2 separate regions of the Zea mays genome follow, and region 1 is linked to region 2. Evidence: chromatin contacts called from public Hi-C data. All regions are on one chromosome and are shown on one strand. The core of a region is the stretch at or near the end of the contact, and the rest is flanking DNA. Distances in the headings are between cores, read along the strand shown. Region 1 holds the start of LOC100275636. Region 2 holds the start of LOC100275597.

Region 1 (7,294 bases), core at 765-3,264, 200 kb after region 2:
GTAGTGGGGTATAGGGGATAATTTAGGAGAAACCACTGTGGGAGGGAGAAGAGAAGGGGGATATAGAGTAATAGAGGGGAAAATTTTGGGAGAACCGCTGCGGACAGTCTCAGGTGTGCTGCATTTAATATTGCACAGAACCAACCTGGCTTGAATTCATATTGTGTAAAGCAAATAACAGTTCCCAACTTACTTTGGCCCCTAATGAAATAAACTAAGAAAACAGTTGCAAATAGATAATCATATTAACTACATGCTGCATTGCAGCAACAGCAATATTATGCATTCTACAACAATAATTCCTAAATATGCTCAAATATCTGCTGGAAAGGTCATAGATATTAGATAGCAGCATCCTAGTTTGATCAAATGAATGAATCTACAAGTGATTTTATACTAAATCAGCACACAACCATCGTAACTTAGATCTTAATAGACCACACGGTATTAATAATCTACTAAATGGAGGCGATCTCCAGCAAAATCTTGCAATGTTTTGCACAGCCAGTATCCTACCAGTAAAACAAGCAACATACCTTAAACAAGGCAACCACGGAATATGTCTTGAGGAGTGCCACCCTCTTGTCCTCCGTGAATCTCCTTTCTACAATCCCAACTGCTCGTTTTCTAGGGGAACGGTGTACACCTGGCCCCACCCCAGCTGGAACTCCATCCTTGGCAAGATGCTGCGCAATCTCACAAAGAAGAACAAGTTGTGCCTTCTCTGTGCGCATTGCCACAAGGGCCTGCCTCATCGACTCCCTATCAGCCTCCAGTGCCTCCAGCCTCATGTAAAGCTTCTTAATGTCTGGCTCCACCGCCTCACCCTGGTACTTATCCATGACCCTTGCAATAGGCGCAGACTCACCTTGATGCACCTTGTCAATGGTGTATACCCTATCACTGCCACTGTCAACACCATCAGCCTCGCTTGCTTCCACCCTATCACCACGGCCAGCAGTAGGAGACTCTGGCAGCTCTTCATCGTCATTGTGGAGGTCGCTCAGTTCTTCCACACCGTCCACAGATAACATGTCATCAGCATAGAGGCCACCCTGCTCATGCCCAGACAAGTCCGGCAACGCCTCTTCTGTGTAGAGGTGGGTGCCTTCCTCTTCGTCTTCCTGAAGGGGTGGCTCAAGCAGGGGAGTTTCCTGATCGTGCTCGAGGCGGCAGATCCGGCGCTCCAGATCGAGGGCAACCGCATCTTCTTCCTCCTCGTCCTCGTAGTAGTACTCCCCGTCGTTGCAGCGGAGCTGAGGGTAGTACCCTCCATCACCATCGCCATCGCCATCGGCGTAGCCGTCCTCGCCCTCGAGGAGGAGTAGGTCCTCTTCCTCCTCGGCGGCGGTCTGGGCGAACAGGAGGTCCTCGCCCTCGGGGAGCGGGATGCCGAGGTGGAGGAACTGGCGCCTGTACTCGCGGAGCCTGGCGCGGAGGCGCACCAGGCGGCGCGCGCGCTGGGCGAGGAGCGCGCGCAGCTGGTCGATGTCCGCGGCGTCGAGCGCCATCTTCTCGTCGGCGAAGCGGCGGAACTGGCGGAGCTCCATCTGGACCTCGGCCTTGTCGCGCTGCAGGCGGAGCATCATGGCCATGGCCTCGCTGGCGGCGCTGGCCGCGGCGAGGCGCTCCTCCTCGACCTCGGCCCGCAGCGCCGACGCCGTGGACTGGGCCGCCGCCACCGCCTCCCGCAGCGCCGCGCACTCGTCCTCCGCCTCGACCCGCGCCGTGGGCCCCGCCTCCCCGCCCTCCTCCCCCTTCTCCGCGCCCAGCTTCCGCTTCACGGACCGCCGCCACGGCACGGCCGGCGAGGAGGAGGGGGAGGAGCAGCACGGGCACCGCTCCCCGGCGGCCGGCGACGACGCGTCGTGGTCGTGGTCGTCGTCCATGACGGCGGGGGGTGGCGAGAGGATTCGGAAGGGGCGCGAGCGCAATCAAACCGCAGACGCGGAGCTTTTTCTCGTCTGGATTTGGGAGCGAGTTGGAAGGAACTTGGAAGGAATTGGTGCGGGGAGTTGGGTTTGATGTGTTGAGCCGCCTTCTCTTCTTCTTTTCGGCTTTTCCCCTTCGCGAGGTGGGCCCCAAGTAGGCTCCTCCGGCTGCAAGTGGGGTCTGTGAGAAAGGTACGTGCAGTTGCAGTCTTGAACGGTGTGGCGCCCTACATACAGATACAGTATGTCGTCGACTGTGGAACTTGTCCATTGCAATGTCGCCCAATTTTCTCAGTGAACACCGCCTAGTACACGGAGCGTCCACACTTTTTGCCCATCCCCAGAGCGCGACGCTCTTGAGATATTTATGAGCAAAGGTTGATGCATGCTTGTGTATTGGATCGTAGACGTGGACGCGTTCCAAGGATCTGGAGCCAGTCAAGAAAACGGCAGTTGCATGTGGACAGCACAGCACAACAGGCTAGCTAGCTAGCTTGGTTGTACTGTTCGTCGCGAACAGGTGAAAAACGATTGCAAATGGCCGTCCGATACGGTATGTGTTTCGAACGAACGAACGGACGGGCGGATGGATGGATAGAATTATTAAGCAACCCATAATGCATTCCCTTCGATACTCTTTGTTAATTTTCTGTACGCAGATTTTTCCTAATGATGGGCTGCATGGCCGTATCGATCCCCCGCAGGGTTTTTTATCTGCAGGCTACCGTTTCAGCATTTTAATCCCCAGTCAAATATATTTAATGGTGGCGATCAATCTAATAGGAAAAGGGTAGTACAGCGATAATGAGAGCTGTCAGGTTTAATAATAATAATAATAATGTGATGAAAACCGTTAAGCACAACACTATTGACCAGCCAGTTAAATAATTGTTTACGTGGACGGGAGACCACGAGGTGGACCCACCGTGTCCTTCCATCTGCCCTTTTCGTGCGACTCGCAAGTTCCAAGTTCACCAGAGGATCAGGAGGGGAGTACAGTACAGCACGGATGCTGTCCTGCTAGTCTAACCGTGGGTCGGACGACATTGATCCGTAGGCACGACGATGGTTTCAACACGTGGCCTGATTAAATCCTTGCAAAGTTTCAACTTGCAAGCAAGTACGCTTCTCTGTTTCCGCTGGAACTGAGATCCTTCTGCGCTGGCCATGCCATTGCCAGCCGTCCTTATCGACGCCTGCGTCTCCTGCTCCTGCCGGTTCAGAAAACAAAATAAAAACATGTAATCAAAAAAAAAATGCTAAGGTTTACTCCGTACATGTTACCAGCACATATTTGATTTATTAGACAAATTTTACTATATGTTTTAGAGAGAGAGAGAGAGATGAGTCCTCCGTAGGACAAGATCGGATGGTACCGTATGTGAAAAATACTCAGCAGTACCAAGTAACTATTCTAGCCTTATCGACATTATCAATGTCGCGAGTTGTATTGTTTTTCTTTGTTATTCGTTTATGATGGTTTACCATGTTTTGTCATATAGTAGATTAGGCTTCCTCTGGCATAGTGCAGTATACCTCTCAGTTTTTGAATAAAGATCAACGGGCGTGCATTCTGCTGAGCTTGACGACGACTAGACTAGACATCAGATGGGGTGGCGCGCCACAACAGTTCGATTAAAATTCGATCGGCAACCGCAGATCCACAAAACGAACTGGGCGCGCTGTTTCTGACTTATGGGTTCTTTTTTTTTTTCGTCAGCCTGTTTTATTTTTCTTTTGAGCAAAAAAAAGGCTAACTAAAAGAGATTGGCTTTCATTCAAAACTACTGCCAAAAGTAGCTTAGCGGTAACAAGGCCATCTAGCCTAGTATAAAGATGGCGGTATGTGTTCTGAATAAACGAGTCCCAGACTGCTTCGTTTTTAGCTTTTGCGTCGTCGTCGCTGATACTAGTTTGGTTCTATGAACTATCACGTCATATATGCTAGCTTCTGTCCCCATCGGCATCATCATAAACTCGTGCGGCCCCCCGGTGGTGCACGGGAACGGGCTCTTGTGTGTGTTTCAAGGAGGCGGTGATTATCGCTAAGGCATTGAGAGGATTGAAAGGTCTAAAATACTCTTGCTATATCAAAATTGAATAGCCATCCCTGACTCTTAAACAAGCCCGGACTAATGTGCATCCACGCGCCGAAAGACACTGGAGCCACATCCGTAAAAATGTTGGCTCCGATCCTATGAAAGATGCCGTAGCCATCATGCAAACCAATAACCATTAACAAAATGAAAATCACCCTAACAAGAAAAGACAAGCTCAAAATAAAAGCTATTCAATAGTAGAAGGTATTCTATGCCATTCAATAGTATCACTCTATACACGCCATGTAGGGAGTTAGTTTTTTGTGCTCCAACAGTCCCTTCCACAAAGGGTAGGTTTACAAAAATGTTTATCCGAGTGTTCTGTCGCCCTGTTAGAGCAACAAGACAGCTTGCTACAAAGAACATAGCTTCTCACTCTCAGTACACATAGCTTCCTACAAAGAACATAGCTTCTCACTCACTCAGTACACATGCAAACCAATAATAGACGAAGTTTGCTCTTGCTCCCAGGACAAAATGGGCGCTCTATGCTATTTCATTGGTATTGCAAGATACGAAGGTCCAGAAAATACCTATCATGAAGGGCTTTTTTTTTTTGGTAAATCGTCCCCGTTTTCCTCACAACAAACTGTGATCTTTCTAATATTGTAGACCAAGGCACCACCAATGCCGCCCGTACATATCCCATCTCAACTCTCTCAAACAACAATGTCGTACTGAATGAAAGCTATTTCACTGCATATAAATTTTGAGTATGTTTCAGTATACCAAGACAGAACCTTGGACAAAAAGAGATGTGGTTTTCCTACCGCATCTGTATGGAGGCCATTGGCCAACAACTACACTTTTTTAGCGAGAGTCCGCTGTTTTGTGCCATGCTCCACAACTTTCTCTTCGACATGCAGTCCTTTCCTTCGTCTGACAGAATTCATAAGCTTTTTAGCCAAGTTTGGCCCAATGCTTGAACCATCCCCGAATTCTTCGAGCTCATCCTGCGTCTTTGGGACAAAGAAGGGGTCCTCAGGAATAGCTTCCCAGTGGCTAAGAACGAGGAGAGCACTAACTGCACCTGCAGTTAAACTCCTAAGTTGATTCGAAAATCCAACGCTCTCCGCAACTGGCAGGTAAGCGTGCACTGTAAATAACGAGGTTCCTTCTTGCATCTCTTCTTTCAGAATCCTTGCCCGCCTCTTACCAAGAACTGCATAAGTTGCACCTAACTGCTCGGTTGGCGTGGTCAACTCACAGAAATACATAGCCTCAACAAGCCTTGGCTTGTTCTGAAGAACAGCTGCTCTGCATGCTTCTTTAACCGCAGTGATTACTTGACCGCTGAAGACATTGTATTGATCAGATTGGTTGGCAGCATCAGAGCCATCAGCAAATATGTAAGGCTCAACAATAAACGCAAGACCCCACATAGGTTCATCACATAAAGGCCCAGCATTAGTGGCAATCTGGAATCCTGAGACAATGCTGTTCCTTAGTGTTGTAGACTCTATATGCAATGATTCAGGAGCATCCGTTGCATATTCACCATTGTCAAGATTGTTGTTATTTTTGGTATCGCAATCCCTCACAAACCCCAATTTCTCAGAGACATGAGCTGGACCACTCACAAGTACACCTTGCCTTCCATCCTGGACAGTTACTGCACCACCACTTGATTTTGATTCAGCCAAAAGAAGGATATTTGGACCAACCTGCCAAGGACCTAGTGACCAGATTCTTTCAAGGTGTCCAAGCCATGTCTTTCTATACCTGTCGAGTTTTTCTTTATCAACTTGCTTAGATATTGCTTCTAATTCACTGTCTATGGCATCGATCATCCGCTGTCTTAGAGTTGCAGCGGAATCACCATCTTCCTGAGAAAGGCGAGGATCCAAAACACCATCCCTTTTTGCTGTTTTCCCATCAATTATTTGACCAAGCAACTGTTCACTTTCCTCAAGGACCTTAGTCAGGGCAATGGGAAGCCTCAAGACCTGGACTCGCACAGTACACCTACCATTTGGAGTAGTCCTCTCAACAAACTCCTGTGGGTTCTTCAAGCTCTCCACTAAACTGACACCCATCCCTTCGATTGTCTCCTTAAAAGAAACTAGGGGGTCTGAGACCACCAATTTGACCTTTGAAAATCTCTCCTCCAAATCCTTTATGCACCGCTCCAAATGTATCTCACCAGCAGCAGCAAGGACATGCTCGCCCCTCTGCGAAACTGTATACTCAACAAATGGGTCTGCCCGGTTAAGAAGCCTAAGCCCTTTAACAAGAGCTCCTAAATCAGCTGGATTTGAGGGCTCAATTGCAACCTTAAGCATCGGAGACGCCTGGAACATCATGCTCGAGAAGGGCCAGCAATTCTTGGTGGACGACAATGTGGCGCTCTTCAATATATGCTGCCCAAGACCCTGGATTGCAACCACATTCCCTGCACCCACGCTGGCAACTGGCTTCAGGCCTTGTCCTAGCATCTCATACAAGTATTGCAGCTCCACCTCCTGCACATGCTTCTGAACCGTATCCCCTTTTACTGGATCATACAATGGTGATAGCACAAATACCTTCTGCCCTGCATGAAGGACGCCACTGAAGACCCTCGCAAATGCCATAAAGCACTCCTCTGACTCACTGGTACTTTGGTGGTTCAATAGTTCCCCATACACTCCCTTCAATGGCAACATCTTAGATGGCACAGCAAACATCTTTGACACATAAACTACCACTGGCGCATCAGCACTCACATCACAGGCCTCAACACACCTCCGCACCCTCTCTGCCTCCGAAACAACCTCAGGGCATCCAGCAGCATCTTCTGGAGTAACCTCCCTCTTTGGCATAAGCCTTGCAACCCTGACCCCTTGAGCAGCAACAGGATCAGGCGTGCACTCCACCACCATATCCATCACAGCATCTGCCAGCGGCAGCCACCGGCTCATGACGGACTGCAGCACAGCCTTTGTATCTCTGTTCTTCAGCTCTCGTTCGGGAATTTTCAAGTCAAAGTTTACAATCAATTTCTTCACCCCCTTACTCTCACCACCATCCTTCAGCACCAGCTCGTACATCTTCCACAGGGCACTTAGCACAAACTCCACGAACATTGGCTGTGGGTCTGAGCTCTTGATGGCTTTCTTCCCTACAACCTTCCCCGTCTTCTTATCTAGATATCTGGGGCCCCACAATCCTTTCAGGAAGGCAGAGGGGTTGACCCCGATCTTTCTGGCGTAGAGGTTGGCGAACTGTTGGGGGCGAAAGCCCCAGCCGTCAAGTGCACAGGCGAAGACGACATTGCCCTTGAGG
Region 2 (6,435 bases), core at 1,628-4,127:
AAAACAATCGAGATGTGGCAGATTGAGTTGCTAGAAACGTGGGGCGCTGGAAATGTGACCTAATGCGGTGCAAGATACTATGGTACCAAATTCACATAAAGCTTTGTTCGGTTGCATAAAAAATCAGAGAGGATTAAGGGTGATTAAACATATTTCTATTCAATTTTAATTATTAAATAATTTAATCCCCTTTAATCCACTAAACAAACCCGAGGTGTAATATTTGGTAACCGGTAGGTGGTGTGGCCGTTTGAGTGCTGAAAACGTGGCCTAACATGGTGCTATACTGGAACGAGATTTTTTGTATCGAAATTGGGCACTAAGACAGGATCAAAGAACTGCCTTTGCGAACACGGAACAGCACGGTGAGGTGAAAGTGTGCCACAAGCCACTACCACATTCCGGGCCTCTTCGTGGTCATGGGCTTTGACTGTTATCCAATGGGCCAGCAGCGACCAGCCACCATTTCCTCTCCGCGGGGCTATTTAATCCATTCCATCATGCGTTCCTTGATTTACAAAAAACCGGCAAAGTTACCAGGCAAGCCCACCCCACTTATACCAACCTTTTTCTAGCCTTTTGCTTTGCTTCTGATTTCTCAACATGTGCCTCTTGCCTTTTTTGCCACTCCAATGTCTTGAGTAGGACAGCGGAATGGATAGACAAGGTGTTTCACCACAGGTGCATAGTATATATGTAGCTGACCTAACAACAATGGACAGTCTTCTTTTCCCTGCCGTGCATTGGATTCCATGGGTGCCGTGCCTACTGGGGGCACTATCAGTGGGAAAGGGTCAAAGGGCGAAGTTAGGGGGTGTTTGGTTACATGGGCTAATTTTTAGTTCCTACAATTTAGTCCCTTTTAGTCTCTAATTTACCAAACATAAGGACTAAAGAAGGGACTAAACCAATTTAGTCTCTAGTCCCTTAAGGGGTGGCTAAATGGGACTAAACCTGATTTTTCCTCATCTACCTTTATCCCTAACCTTCCACGCCGCCGGCTCTCTTTCCTCCCCAATCTTCCGCCGCCAGGATCGTCCTTCCTTGTGTCCTCGCGTTCCAGCGTCTACCAGCACCTGTAGTGTATTTGGGTGTATGGCATACTGCTTCTTCAATCGTTGTAAACAGTACGGTTGCTTCCTTTTTAACTTTTTTTCTACATTGTATTTCAAGGGTATTTGAGTCTTTGGACAGTATATTTAATGACTTTAGAATTTGTTTATTCCCTAAAACCAAACAAAGAGGGACTAAAGTTTAGTCCTAAGACTAAAGTTTAGTCCTAGAACTAATTGAAACCAAACATGGCCTTAATCATTGCAAGTTTGCAATGGAGACATAGACTTGCCTCTAAGTGGTCCAAAATTATTTTAGTGGCTCTTCAACTCTAAAAAAAATAGAACGCGAACACTAGATTCACCTTGGATCAGCTTCTACTTAGATCTAGGATTGTATTGGCAGTGAAAAACTGGTTGGTACAGTTTCGCGGTGAATCTCGTCTCGTGGATCAGCACAACAGTGAGCCAGGTGTAGCCCAACAACAGTCTATTAGTGCAAGCTTTATCTCTTTTGTCTCACTGTGCACTCGGGGCCACATGTCAGGCTCATCTTCTTGCTTTCATCCCTCGTGCCGTGGCCCGTGGGGAGTTTCGCGTGGTAGCCACAGCCGCAGAGGAGCCGAGCGGGCACGCACAACCACGCGTCGGGAAAGGCTGGGGCCGGCCAAGGGGCTGCGGCGGTCTCTGTCGCGACGGACGAGAGGCGCGGGGAGGAGTTGGGCGGGCGCGCACGCCGGCCCCAGCCACGATGAACAAGAGAGGAAGAGCGCGGGGAAGAGTTGGGCGGGCGCGCACGCATGCCCGTGAGTCGAGGGTGACTGCGACTGCGACAGCCGAGAGAGAGGAACAGGCAGCCCTGCCGAGAGAGGAGGAAGGTGTCGCGTCGCGACTCGCGAGCTCAGACGAAACAGTCGCAGAAAAGAAAACAAATGAACCATACATTTGGATCTGGCATTAGATTTTTAGAGCGTCTCTTGTGGTGCACCAGAAAATCTACGAAACCTGTCTCTAAATTTGATTTTTTTTTGTGATTTCGAATTCATGCTTCCGATGTTTGGATGAAAAAGTATTCATAAGTTGTTGTTTTTTCAGGATTTAGAGCATTTGGAGCTGTTCCAAGCATCGCTTTAATGAAGTTCTCGACCAGATCCACCACTTGAATAATTAGGGGGTGTTTGGTTTCTAGGGACTAATGTTTAGTCCCTTCATTTTATTCCATTTTAGTATATAAATTGACAGAGTTTTAGTTTCTATATTTGATAATTTTATAACTAAAGTGGAATAAAATGTAAGGACTAAAAATTAGTCCCTACAAACCAAACACCCCCTTAGTATTGTTTCTTAAATTTTAAGTAAAATCATCACTCCCTTGTCCCTTCGTCCCGTAATTTTTTTTGAGTGCAAAATGATTTCCCGTTTCATTCTAAGTAACTTTAATACCAATCGGTTTTCCTTGGAAAAAAAAGAAATGCAACAGTGTCAGCAAAGAGCTTGGACACCTGGGAGTGGGAGCCGAGCAGCCAGCAGCGAGCACTCTGACGTGTAACCGGTGCAACGGCTTCCACCTATAGAACCCCACCGAAGTCAGAAGTCACGAGCTCCGCGGTCGTCTTGCCCAGTCACGATTACCGTCACCGCGTCCACCGTACAAGGGTAGGCTCACCTCCTCAATTTCCCGTCTGGGAGCTCCAAGCACAAGGCCAACGAGACACAACACGGTCACGAGCACAGCGCGAAGAGGAGGCAACCAACCCCTACCGGACGGTGCCCGCACACCCCCCACGAACCCACTTCCTCCTCCAGTTCTCCCGGTCCCGCCGATATCCAGAGAGACGGAGCAGAGCAGGCGAAGCAAGCGAAAGCCACAACCACCGCAAAAGCGAAAGGCGGAGGAGCACAAGGAGATGAGACGATACCACTAGACTAAAGCAAAGCCGTGGGCATTAGAGAGAGACACAGAGAGAAGGCGCGTGGGGCGGCCGGATGGCGATGCACTTCGGCGAGATCACGACGGCCTTCCCAGGCGGCGGCGGCATTGCCGGGGCGTCCACGGCCAGGACAACGCCGGCGGCGAGCCCGTACCAGGTGATGGACGCGCCCCCATCTTCTCCCCTCCCCTCCGCTTCTCCCTCTGCATGTGTGCAACTGAAACTGGAAGTGCTGAGCTTGCCTTTCTGTCTCCAAACTGAAACTGACGCGGTGAAGTGAAACAGAAATTCACCACTCAAGTGGCTGGGGCTGGATGGCCTGCTTGAGAATGTGACGACGCGAGCCGGTGGCTTCGTTGGGCTTCTGCGTGTATACGATTTTGGGTCGAATCGAATCGAATCATTTGGTGGCAGCTTTCACAGTTCGCACTTGGTACGGTAGCGCAGAGATGGCCAGCAATTTGGCGTTTCGGTAGAAATTTTGAAACCACCAGTGGACAGTGGTAGGATTGCAGTTGTTTAAGCCTTTTATTTAAGGGTGCATCAATGCATGGTTGTTGAGTGACCGTGCAGTAGCGCACAGGTATAGCTGCAGTGGCTATTGTGCAATTACGGGAGCATGAGATACCTCCAGGCTCGAGGCAGTTGAAGTCGAAATACTGTTGCAGTCTGCAAGCTTTTTTAATGCTGATTGTCATCATTCAGTAATGGAAGGATATAGATGGTAGTGCAATTGTGCAAACATGGGAGACTTCAAGGTAATTGAAGTGGATCTCCATGAAAAATCTGTTGTAATGGTAAAATATATTATTACAATGGCATTTAGAAGTAATTGTTAGTTTTGATTGTCATTGTTCCTGTTATGCCTTCACCATTTGATGTGTGTTGGTGCCTTTTTGGGCGCCAATCACTCAATACGAACCGTGGCGGTGCTCTCTACACAGGCGTGGACGGTCCGCGGCCAGGGGCCGGACGGTCCGCGACCTGCAACATGGGCCTGGGTTCCCTGCCTGACGGCCGGACGGTCCGCGCGTGCGCAGGGGGCGGCGAAGGTCGCCGGCGGCGCTTGGATCTCGCTCCCGGGAGGGACCCCGTCGGGGAGGAGAGATCCTAGGTGATGTCTAGGCTCAACAGGCCGACCTAGACTCCTCTAATCGATGTAGAGCCGAAGAGAAGCGGAGAATTTGGGGATTGGAATACTAAACTAGAGCTAAACTAGAGCTACTTTTAATGCATAAGGTAAAAACGAGAAATAGACTTGAGTTAATCGATTGTTGGGGGGTCCAATCGGCCGTAGCCCTTCATCTATATAAAGGGGGAGGTCTGGATCCGCTTCAAACTGATTTCTGAGTTAATCCCGCGGTTTTAGGTAACAAATCCCGCGAGAAACTAGGAACCCTAACTGACTCTGCGCACGCGCGGACCGTCCGCGCCACCACCACGGACTGTCCGGACCGCGGACCGTCCGGCCTCGGGGCCGGACCGTCCGCACTGCTCTTTTTAGCGTTCAACATATGCCCCCCTACCTTTTGGTGAAGGTTGATGAACCAAAAGCATATGAACTAAACCTGATGTAAGTCATCGGCTTTTCAACATGGAGATCATTCAATAAAGCACCAATGTATAAAGGCCGTTTCAGATTGTATCCTTCTCGGCCATGACCATTTGGTCAATGGATCAAAAGGAATAGAATGGAGGTGCCCCCCAGTCTGGATAGACAAAGGGACTATACATGTACCATGGATTCATCTTTATACCATTCCATGTTTGAACAGAATAATATAACGATGATGAGTAAACGGGTGGAAAGTACCCTAGTCTCATAGGATGAATAGGCGATGCTTGTTGTGTCGCCTTTCGGGCCGTTTTGTTTACTCGTTTCGTCTTAGCAAGTGACCGGGGTTTCTTCGCTGACCGATCACGTAGAACAGTCTTCTTGCTAGTATCCTTGGAGAGCAACTGATCAAAAGTAGGGTCGGCTATGTGTTCTGCCCTTGCGTCTCCTTCCCTTTTAAAGCTTTGTGTGGAGGCTGACGTCTTTGGCCATAGGCGGACTGTCCGGCAGAGTTAGCCGGACCGTCTGTCTGAGCACCGGACCGTCCGCACGTATGTGCCAGCCCGTCCGTGATGCTCAGGCCAGGCTATTGTGCTTGGCTCATTAATTGTGCTTGCCCCCCGGTGCCTCCGGACTTTTTAGCCTTATCGTCCGGAGCCTTTCGAGCAATCTCTTTTTGTGATAGATTTGATATGCGAGGATCGCCAATGAGGATGTCTTTGCTTTTGCCTTTATCGGCTATTTCGGGCCGAACTAAGATCTTTTTGCATGCGATATCTATTGTATTAACAGGAAATGGTTGTGTGTCCACTTGCATCTCCTGAAAAGCCAACCGGCCCTCATTTATGGCCGATTGTACCTGCCGACAAAAAACATTACAGTCATTGGTGGCATGGGAAAAAGAATTATGCCACTTACAATAAGCACGCCTCTTTAATTCATCTATAGGAGGGATATTATGAGTTAATTTAATGTTGCCATTTTTAAGTAGCTCATCAAATATCTTATCGCATTTGGCAACATTAAAGGTAAATTTAATCTCTTCTTCCCGATTCTTTTGAACCGGCTGTAAGGAAGAACATGCTGAAGATTTGGCCTTTGTTGGCCAAATAAACTCAGCGGTATATACATCTGTGGATTCATCATCTGAACTATCACGCTCTATTAGATGTATAGTACGGGCGGCCGATTTTGATGTCTCTTTAAATCGGCTTTCACAGGCTAAAGCCTGCTGATGTAGCTGGGCTATCGAAAAGAACTGGGTTCCATCTAATTTGTCTCTTAAGTAGGATAGCAACCCATTAAAAACTAGCCCTGCTAGCTCTTTGTCTGCAACATGGATCCGAAAGCATCGGTTTCTAGTGTCCCAGAACCTCCGGATATAATCATTAACCGATTCTTCGCGTCCTTGTCGGACTGAAGCTAAGTCAGCTAATCCTAATTCATATTCTCCGGCAAAGAAATGTTCATGAAATTTATTTTCTAACTCATTCCAGGAATTAATGGAATTAGGAGGCAGGGCGGCGTACCATGCAAAAGCGGTACCAGTAAGGGATAAAGAAAATAACCGAACACGAAATGCTTCTCCATTAGCCAATTTGCCTAGGTGTGCTAGGAACTGGCCTATGTGTTCGTATGTGCTTCTCCCATTCTCACCAGAAAACTTAGAAAATTCCGGTATCCTTGACCCTTGTGGATATGGGACAGTGTCAAACCGGTGATTATATGGCTTTTGGTATGATTGCCCTACTCTGGCTACATTAACTCCGAACTTATCTCGAAATAGTTCAGTCATCTCTTCCCTAATTTTTTCCATTGCACCCGGTGGTAGACCACCGGATCCTGGGCTGTGGGGCTCATTTGGTCGGGTATTAGTATACCGACCTTCTTGCCGTGA

The links. A called contact is a pair of places that touch in the nucleus more often than the background predicts.
Region 1: a contact with region 2 is called in a Hi-C map of leaf, with 5 times the contacts expected there. The contact joins the promoter of LOC100275636 here to the promoter of LOC100275597 in region 2. A contact is called at or near these places in 5 of 25 Hi-C or Micro-C datasets (bundle sheath, ear, endosperm and 2 more).

What each region holds. Positions count from the first base shown.
Region 1 is chr1:266,557,171-266,564,464 of Zm-B73-REFERENCE-NAM-5.0, forward strand. It overlaps LOC100275636, which reads right to left and starts at 2,015. Exons shown (of 3, transcript NM_001149683.2): 1 at 537-2,015. The coding sequence starts at 1,889. It overlaps LOC103643809 (elongation factor-like GTPase 1), which reads right to left. Exons shown (of 1, transcript NM_001374610.1): 1 at 4,664-7,294. The coding sequence ends at 4,831.
Region 2 is chr1:266,358,798-266,365,232 of Zm-B73-REFERENCE-NAM-5.0, forward strand. LOC100275597 reads left to right here and starts at 2,878. Exons shown (of 3, transcript NM_001149647.1): 1 at 2,878-3,140. The coding sequence starts at 3,039.